Linked DNA regions of Sus scrofa: region 2 is linked to region 1. The links are chromatin contacts, called in public promoter capture Hi-C maps. All regions are on one chromosome and are shown on one strand. Each heading gives the region's core, a stretch centred on a gene start, on an enhancer-like site or on the middle of the called end of the contact. The rest is flanking DNA. Distances are from core to core; before and after follow the strand shown.

Region 1 (4,439 bases), core at 1,002-3,501:
CACTTTCTAAGAAAAGATATCTTGATAACATGTTTATAGTACTAGCTGTGGAAATAAACATCACTGTGCTTGGTTCTGCCCTACAGAACCCAGTGACTCTACAAAAAATCATTCATTTGAGACCCAGTATTCTGGGGCTTCCAAGGGTCCAATATAGAAAACCCTTCTTCTACTGTCATTTTATTATTCTCTATGTCAGAAACAGAAAAAAACTCCTCTACATCCATATCCATCGTCAAACATGGCATCTGGTTATGCTCATGGAGTGAGAGCAGCTCAAAATGTGGAAAGAGTGAGGGGGAAATGAAGAAAATTGGGTGCTATTCAGGATTTCATCAGTTCTGCCTTCTTAAACCCTCCTTGGATATCAGGTCCTTACCAGCCATCCTGTAAATGTCTTTTCCTGTGCCACCTGACGCCCATCCCTCGCAATCTCTGGTTACCACCTTCTCAAAGTTGGTCCACAGTGTCCACTGTCACAGTCTGTGATGGTCCAGCTGTGACAACATCACAAAGTCTGACTCATGCTACATTGGGATCAAGAACAGCTTCTGGTGGAGCAACTTACAACCTGTTCCTTTCTAGAACTTTCTGCCTGTGCTCTGAAGCTGTGATGAGGTGTGTGTCAGAAGAGCTGTTCTTCAAAGTAGCAGTTGTTCTTGAGACTCCCTCTTCCTGCCTTAAAAGAGCTACTTTGCTCCAGAGGGGCCAGAGAAACAAATTCACTTTATTTGAAACCTTCATCTAACACTCCAAATTTGACGTTTGGGGAATTCACAAGAAATGTACTGACCAGTATGTTGCCATTAGCTGCATTGGACTTCTACACCTGAAGTGTAGATTAGTGGCCCAGGTCAAAATAATATTTTGGCTGTACTGAATTAAATATATTAGTGAAATTAACCTCACCTTTTCTTCTTTTTACTGTGGCTACTAAAAAATTTTTAATTAATTTTGCTTTATCTTTCTATTGGCCAGCACTGCATTAGATGATCAGACTGTGTTTTGAAAATCGAGATGGCCTGGCCGTTTCACTACAGCTCTGTCCAGGAGCTCTGGAGAGAATCCACAAACCCCAGTATATATTTCCCACATGGCAAGATTCTGTCAGCATGCATTTTACAATCATGTCTCTGGAATTTGGGGACAGGCTGCCATGATCTCCAAAGGTTGCAATTCTGAGTCGGGGCAGGGAGGATATTAGGAAGAGCAAGAGATACAAAGAAAAATCTATTCGTATTTGCATCCTACTTCTCACCCTCCAGCTTGTGTCCCGGGATATATCATTCCGCCCACATGAAATTACTTTCACTTTAAAAAAAAAAAATGGCATGTTTATAAAGACAAGCAGACCTGCTATGAGGGTTAAGGGAAATACCAAAGGGAAAAAAGTCTTATGATAGAAGCTTACACAGTGATGATTACAATCACTTGACAAAATGTTTTGCAGAAGACACCTTTTTTAATTCTCAGAAAAACTGCACATGTTCATGGTGAACGTTATAAGGTGCATTCTTCTCCTGTTGCTTGCGATCCTTGCACCGGGCCGGCACCAAATACATCTCCTCGGGACAAGGCTTCGGCCCTACCTGCGCCCTTGGAGCAGGCGGGGCAGGACCTGCCCGGACTAGGGGTCTGGGAGAGGGACTGGCCCGCCCGGAGGGTCCCGGGATTTCCTGCTCCGGTTCCCCGGACACAAGCTACCTGACCTAGCAGGACCCCACGCCGCGTAGAGCCAGATCCCGGGGCTCTCACCTCCGGATAGCAGCCTCGGCTCCAGCACCGACCCCAAATGGCCGAGATCTCTTTTTCAGTCCCAGGAGGCGGAGGGGAGTAGGAGGGGCTCGATGTTCCCATGCGCAGAATGAGCTCCGAGGACCCTTTCCCGGAGTGCTGAGCGGCGGGCGGGCAATATTCAAGACTACATTTCCCATAAATCCTTGAGACCGTAGGAGGTAAAGTTAGAAAGCTAGAAGTCTTGAAGTTGGACCTGATCGCTGGCGACTCTTCTCAGGAATGGGTTCAGACTTAAAAGTTATGATATAACATATTGCAAAGTATTTTTTTCCATCAGATCTTGGTTGGAAAAAAATAACAGAGCCAGAGACAGCAATTTGGGAAACACGAATATGGACTAGATTTAAGAATTACTAAGGAAAATTACCATTATTTTGGATAGTGCCATAATATTCGGACGATATAGGAAATTGATCTTATTTTTTAAAGCTACATACTGAAATATTTGCAGTTATGAAATCATGTATTTATAATTTACTTTTTTTTTTTCCATTTTTAGGGTCGCATCTGTGGCACATGTAAGTTCCCAGGCTAGGGTCTAATCAGCCGCCCATGCACAGCCAGGCGGGAGGTGGGCGGCATCTGCCACCTATGCAGCTCTCAGGGCAACACTGAGCGAATCCAGGGATGGAGCCCACATCCTCGTGGATACTAGTCCGTGTTCTTAACCTGCTGAGTCACAATAGGAACTCCGGTGGAATTTACTTTTTAAAAATTAAGCAGAACAGTTTGAGGAAGCAAATATGGCAGTAGGTTAAGAATTGTTAAGTCGTGTAATAGGTGTATATGATGCTTGTTTTACTATTTCTGTTTTTCCGAATGTTTGAATTTCTTTTTAACATTCAGGAGAAGACGTGCAGGTGGGGGTGGGGAGGTGGTGGAGGAGGGTTAGGGAGGGTTTATGGCCACTCAAGAAGTGTTCCTTTTAAAACACAGCTGCCAAGAGAAGTGAAGGTACAACTGTTATGAATTCCACTGTGAAATAGAAAAAAACTACAAGATGGAAGCAGTATTACATAAAAGGGTAAATTTTGTGAACAGGAGAGGGAGAGGGAGGGAGTAAGCTAGCTATTCAAAATTACACAAGTAATACTTGAAAATACATACAACCCCGAATAAGGAAAGTGTTATCAATTTATAACTGTGATCAATTACTAACCTGGCTTGTATGGTGGAGATTATGTTCAGCTTTATAACACTCCCAATCTATCACCCAAAAGTGGGTGTATCATTTTGCATTCTCACCAGCAATGAATGAAAGTTCTCTTGCTCCCCATCCTCATAGCTGTAGGTGTTGTCAGTGATTTGGATTTTGTTCATTCCAGAAGTGGAATGATATCTCATAATTTGCAATTCTGTAATAACACCTGATACTGGGGTTCTTTTTATATTCCTATTTGCCATCAGTGTATATTCCTTTTTGAAGATGTTAAATTTTAATAGCGATTTATGTATTTTAGATAAAACTTCTTTGGTAGGTTTGTCTTTTGCAAATATTTTCTCTCAGTCTCTGCCCTTTTCATTTTCATAGAGCAGAAGTTTTTAACTTTGATGGATTCAACTGATCATCTTTGTTCATTCATGGATTGTGCTTTTGATGTTATCTAAAAACTCATTGCTAAACTCGAGGTCACTTAGACATTCTCTAGAAGCGTGTTATTTTCTAGAAGTCTTATAAGGTTTGCATTTTAAGTTTATGATCCTTTTATTTTTTTAAATGGCCACACCCATGGCATATGGAAGTTCCTGGGCCAGGAATTGAATCTGAGCCACAGCTTCGACCTACACCACAGCTGCTGCAATGCCAGATCCTTTAACCTGCTGCATGGGGCTAGGGATCAAACCTGCGACTTTGCAGTGACCCAAGCCGCTGCAGTCAGATTCTTAACCCACTGTGCCACAGTGGGAACTCCTATTATCCATTTTGAGTTAATATTTATGAGAAGTATAAGGTTTGTGTCTACATTTATTTATTTTTGCATGTGGGAGTCCTCTTGTGGTGTACAAGGTTAAGGATCCTGCATTACCACTGCAGTGGCTTGGGTCGCTGCTATGGAGTGGGGTTTGATCCCTGGCTGAGGAACTTCCATATGCCACAGAGTGGCCAAAAAAAGGTTTTATTTTTTTCAACAAATGGTGCTAGAACAATCAGACAGTCACATGCAAAGATTGCCTTTTTTTTTTTTTTTTTTTTTTTTTTTTTGCATTTTAGGGTCGCAGTTGCAGCACATGGAGGTTCCCAGGCTAGGGATTGAATCAGAGCTACAGCTGCCTGCCTACACCACAGCCACAGCATCGCCAGATCCGAGCTGTGTCTTCGATCTACGTCCACAGCTCATAGCAACTCTAGATCCTTAACCCACAGAAAAGCCAGGGATTGAACTTGCATCCTTATGGACACTAGTCAGGTTTTTCACTGCTGAGCCATGACAGGAACTCCCAGACTGTCCTTTCTTCATTGAATTGTCTTTGCTTCTTTGTCAAAAAGTTGAAAATATTTGTGTGAATCTATTTCTGGGCACTATTTCATTCTTTTTTAAGGTCGAGTAGTAAGTATTCCATTGTGTATATGAATCACATCTTTATCCATTCATCTCTTGCTGGACATTTAGGTTGTTTCTATGTCTTGGCTATTGTGAGCA
Region 2 (4,439 bases), core at 740-3,239, 150 kb after region 1:
TGTGTGCAGTGTATAGAGTAAGACGATAAAACTAGGACAAAATTCAAGAAACACAAATGTTTAAAAATGAGCAAGAGGATTGCACAAAAAACTGAGACATAGCCAAGAGGTAGGAGGAAATCCAAAAGGATATGGTGTTGCCAAAGTAGGTCAACAGTGTTACTAGCAGCATCAATAACTCCAGGCTTGGTATTTAAACTTTTTTATCTTGGTATGAATAGTATTATGCAACAGTTCTCAAATGTTTGGGTTGTACATATTAATATAAACTCTTACAAATGATTGAGGACTTGAAAGAGCTGATTATGTGGCTATGACTATTCATATTTACTCTATCAGAAATTAGAACTGAGGAATTTTAAACATGTATTACTCCATTACAAAAATAATAAACCTATTACCGCTTAAGACAAATGTTTATGAAAATAACTATTTTACAACAAAAAATATTGAAAAAGTGGTCATATTTTACATTTTTGCAAATATCTTTAATGTCTGGCTTTATAGAAAGTAGCTGAATTCTCAAATTTGGTTCTGCCTTCAATCTCTTTTACTATCACACATTACGTAGCCTCTGCAGAAATGCCACTGTTGTATTAAAGAACAATAGTGAAAAAAGTAAACAATATCTTGAATCATTATGAACATACTTTGATCTTGTGTACTTCCCTGAAGGGGATCTCCAGGGACTTGGGGACAACACTTGCAGAATCACTGCCCTAGAGCAGAAGAGCTTGACTATATTGTGAGTCTCACTAATAAGGTCTTGATGCCACAGCCAAAGTAGGCTGGATAGACTTGATTGAGGTTCAAGGGCTATTTTAAGAGAGGTTGAGGTTGTCCAATTGACATCACCTTCCAAAGTTAGAAATGGACTCCAGAATGTTCATTCAATTAATTCATTCAACAAATATTTACTTGGCGCATATTAGATGCCAGAAACTACTCTAGACACAGAAGGCATAACAAAGCAGAAAAAAGATCCTTGTCTTCATAAAGCTTCCCTTTTCCTTGGGGAAGACTAGCCAGTGGAAAGATAAACTAGTAAAATATATATTGGAGGACAGTAAGTGATATGTAGAAAAACAATGCAAAGAGGTATAGGGAATGTGGGAAGGATTTGCAAATTTTGAATTTTGTACATGGACGGCCTCATTAAAAAGGCAACATTCAAGCAAAGACCTGAAGGAGGTGAAGGAGCCATTGAATATCTGATGAAAGAGCTTTTCCAGGGATTTAACAAACATTAATTTATTTTAAATTTTATTCATATATATTCTTTAATACACACCTATTGTACCTGGCACTAGCTGCAAGTATAATTAGATACAAAAAAGTGTTTATTTAGTGTCTATCGTGTACCAGGCACTTTACTAGTTACCATACATGAGGTTTGATGCCTTCACTAAGATTTATAACTTAAGACAAAGCATGTACTCACAATTCCTGCAGCTGGAGTGTAGTAGTTCTTATGAGTAATAGATGATTTGAAGTTGCACCACCAGAGGGTCTGCATGTACTTGATCTACCTGAGGTTTATGTCTCTCTTTGAAGATGAATTGAGGTGCGAAAGGTCCTCATCAATCTAACAGACGGTAAGCCAGGAAGTTAATACCCGATCACACCTTTTATAAAACACTTCAGTTTACAAAGAGCCATCGCAATCCTTTAATCTTCCCCACAATCCTAAGAAGCTGGAATTATTTTAAGTATTATTCTAAGTATTATTGCCGCTGACTAGGAAACAGGCTCAAAGTCTACATAACATAAAGCGTTATACCTAAAATTAAGGCAATCTGCCTTCAAGCACAAACAATGCAGCTGTTGGGACCAGCTGCTGAAATAAAAGAGCACTAATCGACCCTGACCTAACTCAGTTCTTTCCTAGGTACCCAAGCCACAGGTTGAGGGTCAAGCTATGGCTGAGGAGGCGCAAGAGCCTGCAAGGTAGGTGAAATCACATCCGGCTCTCTCCTTCTGCGCTTGCGCAAGTGAGGGCTTACCTTCCGGAAAGACGCCTGGGACTCTGGGTTTGCGCAGACGCAGAGCTACGTCCAGGCGGATCTGGGGCGTCCCGGGCTCCTGCAACCTAAACACCCGGTGTGAAAGGAAGGAGGCAGCGGCGGGGCTGGGCGCTGCGCATGCGCGGGCAGCTCCCCCACGAAGGGTTGAGAGAGTCGGACCGGCGCGGCCAGGCGGGCGCGGAGCGGGGTCAGGATGGACGAGGACGTGCTGACTACGCTGAAGATCCTCATCATCGGCGAGAGTGGCGTGGGCAAGTCCAGGTGAGGCGGGTCTGCGGCCGTGGCAAGGGCGGCGGGGCTCTTTCTGCTTGGGTCGTCGCTGTCTGCTGGGCCGCGGCGGGAACGGTAAACGGCGCCGACCGGGCGTTGGTCGGGCTGGGCGGCCTGGCCTCGCGCCTGCGGCCCTGCTCCCCGCACCCCCGCGCCCGCCGGGTCCGCGGCCTCCGCCGGGCCGGCTTCTGTCGCTTCTCTTCCTGTGCACCCAGAGGAAAGCATTTCGGACGGCGCCACTCGGCCGGCGGGTTTGCTGCCGAGGCGCCCAGGGCGTGGCGGGCGGGTGTGGGCCCGAGTCCGGCCGAGGCCGAGGCCTCGCTCGGCCCGTCCGGGCTCAGGCTGCCTGTCACCGCGCGAGTGGAGAGTTGTCACTAAACCACGGAGAGATTTCTGTCGGGCTTTCTCTGAATACGTAGTGTTCTACACAGGAAGTTTCGTGACGCCGTAGGTGACATTCCGCGGCCGCTTTTTTTTTTTTTTTTTTTTTGTTAAATGAGTCAGCTGTGAAAGAACTCATGTCTTCTGACTACTTGAGTAATTCACTTTCGGCTAAGATGCTAGAGCGTAAACTGTGGGCCACTTCTAAACATCGAGTGTTCTTGTTACTTCTCCTTCTGCCACATCATATAGAGATAAAACAACACAAGACTATGTGTGTTTTCTTTCTCGGCCCTTTCTTGGGGGAAAGTAATGTTGGCTATAGTTAGAGTTGAGTATAAGAAGCCCCTGGAGATCTGGAGCCTCGTGGGTGTTGCAGGAGAGGTTGTGATATCACCCTGGTCTTAGAACAGTTCTCCAGGTGAAGTTAAAATCCTTGCCATCTGATAAAAGAGTAAGTTGTGTTGTAGGCGGCTTTGATCTTTAAATAATATTCAAATTCCAGAAGCTGTAAGCAATTTCGTATTTTAGCTGTACTTGCTGATAAACAGCTTTCAGACCACTTCGTAAAGTCTTACTTTTTTAGATATTTGAAGATTTGAAATCTTTTCTGTAATATGTTCTGAACTTCATAAACTTTTAAAACATGGCAGTACATTTTCATGGTTTTCCTCATTTAATGTACACAATATTAAGAGTGAGGGATTTGTACATAGCAAAGAATATGAAACACCATGGGTTAACAAAATAGTATGATTTCTGCATGTCTGTGTGTATTAAAGGGCTGAATAAAATCATTTTCATAACCTCTGTGTATTGTGTTTGAGGGTTTAAAAAGTTAGGTAAAGGTTAACTGGAGGTGCCGTGTTTACATAATTCAAGTTCTCCCTCTAGAGTAAGATCTGTTAAGTGGATTTATTGGTTTCCATGGTTCCCTCCCCCCAAAAAAACGTACTTGGATCTAATCTGCTCCAAACTTTTTCTCAAAACTTGGTGGAGACTAATTATGACAAAATTTTAACACCATTACCTCTTTGAAGAAAGGGTTGCATTTAGGGAGAAAGTTGGCTCATTTTTCTAGGTGGATATATATTATTGGTGTATGTGATAGGCTGTGGAAAAACAACATTAACCACTTACCTTTTTGGATAAGGTGAAAATAAATGACTTTAGAAGCCTGTGCTTTTTAAGGCGAGTTAGTACAAAAACGAAAACATTTGTTACGGATATAATCTTACAGGGTTGATCTAACCTATTGTTTCTATTTTCCTTCTTTCTTTTCTTTTTCTTTCTTTCTTTCTTTCTTTCTTTCTTTCTTTCTTTCTTTCTTTCTCTCTCTCTCTCTCTCTCTCTCTCTCTCTCTCTCTCTCTCTCTCTCTTTCTCTCTTTCTCCCTCTCTTTTTTTAGGGTCACACCACAGCATATGGAAGTTCCCAGGCTAGGGTCCACTTGGAGCTACAGCTGCTGGCCTCCGCCACAGCCATAGCAGCATAGGATCAGAGCCAAGTCTGGGACCTACACCACAGCTCACAGCAATGCCAGATCCTTAACCCACTGAGTGAGGCCAGGGATGGAACCCTAATCCTTATGGATACTAGTTGGGTTTGTTAACTGCTGGGCCACTAAGAGAACTCCTGTTTCTTTTTCCTTTTTGATCTAGACTTAGTGGAGGTGAGATATTACTTGTGTTGAAAAATCATTGCACAGCAAAGAATGTCCTAACTCATTCAAGTTAGTGGGTTATTTTTCAAGTTTATTTTGTAC

The links. Promoter capture Hi-C pulls out the DNA fragments that hold promoters and counts their contacts.
Region 2: a contact with region 1 is called in a promoter capture Hi-C map of liver, with 2.8 times the contacts expected there. The contact joins the promoter of RAB18 here to the promoter of ZNF658 in region 1. A contact is called at or near these places in 1 of 5 promoter capture datasets (liver), 1 of 47 Hi-C or Micro-C datasets (heart right ventricle) and 1 of 2 datasets of contacts at active chromatin or transcription factors (alveolar macrophages).

Annotation. Positions count from the first base shown.
Region 1 is chr10:38,816,208-38,820,646 of Sscrofa11.1, forward strand. It overlaps ZNF658 (zinc finger protein 658), which reads right to left and starts at 2,252. Exons shown (of 5, transcript XM_021064707.1): 1 at 1,756-2,252.
Region 2 is chr10:38,968,392-38,972,830 of Sscrofa11.1, forward strand. It overlaps RAB18 (ras-related protein Rab-18), which reads left to right and starts at 1,990. Exons shown (of 7, transcript XM_021064710.1): 1 at 1,990-2,285. The coding sequence starts at 2,218. It overlaps LOC102165822 (a long non-coding RNA gene), which reads right to left and starts at 1,994. Exons shown (of 3, transcript XR_002336324.1): 1 at 1,442-1,994.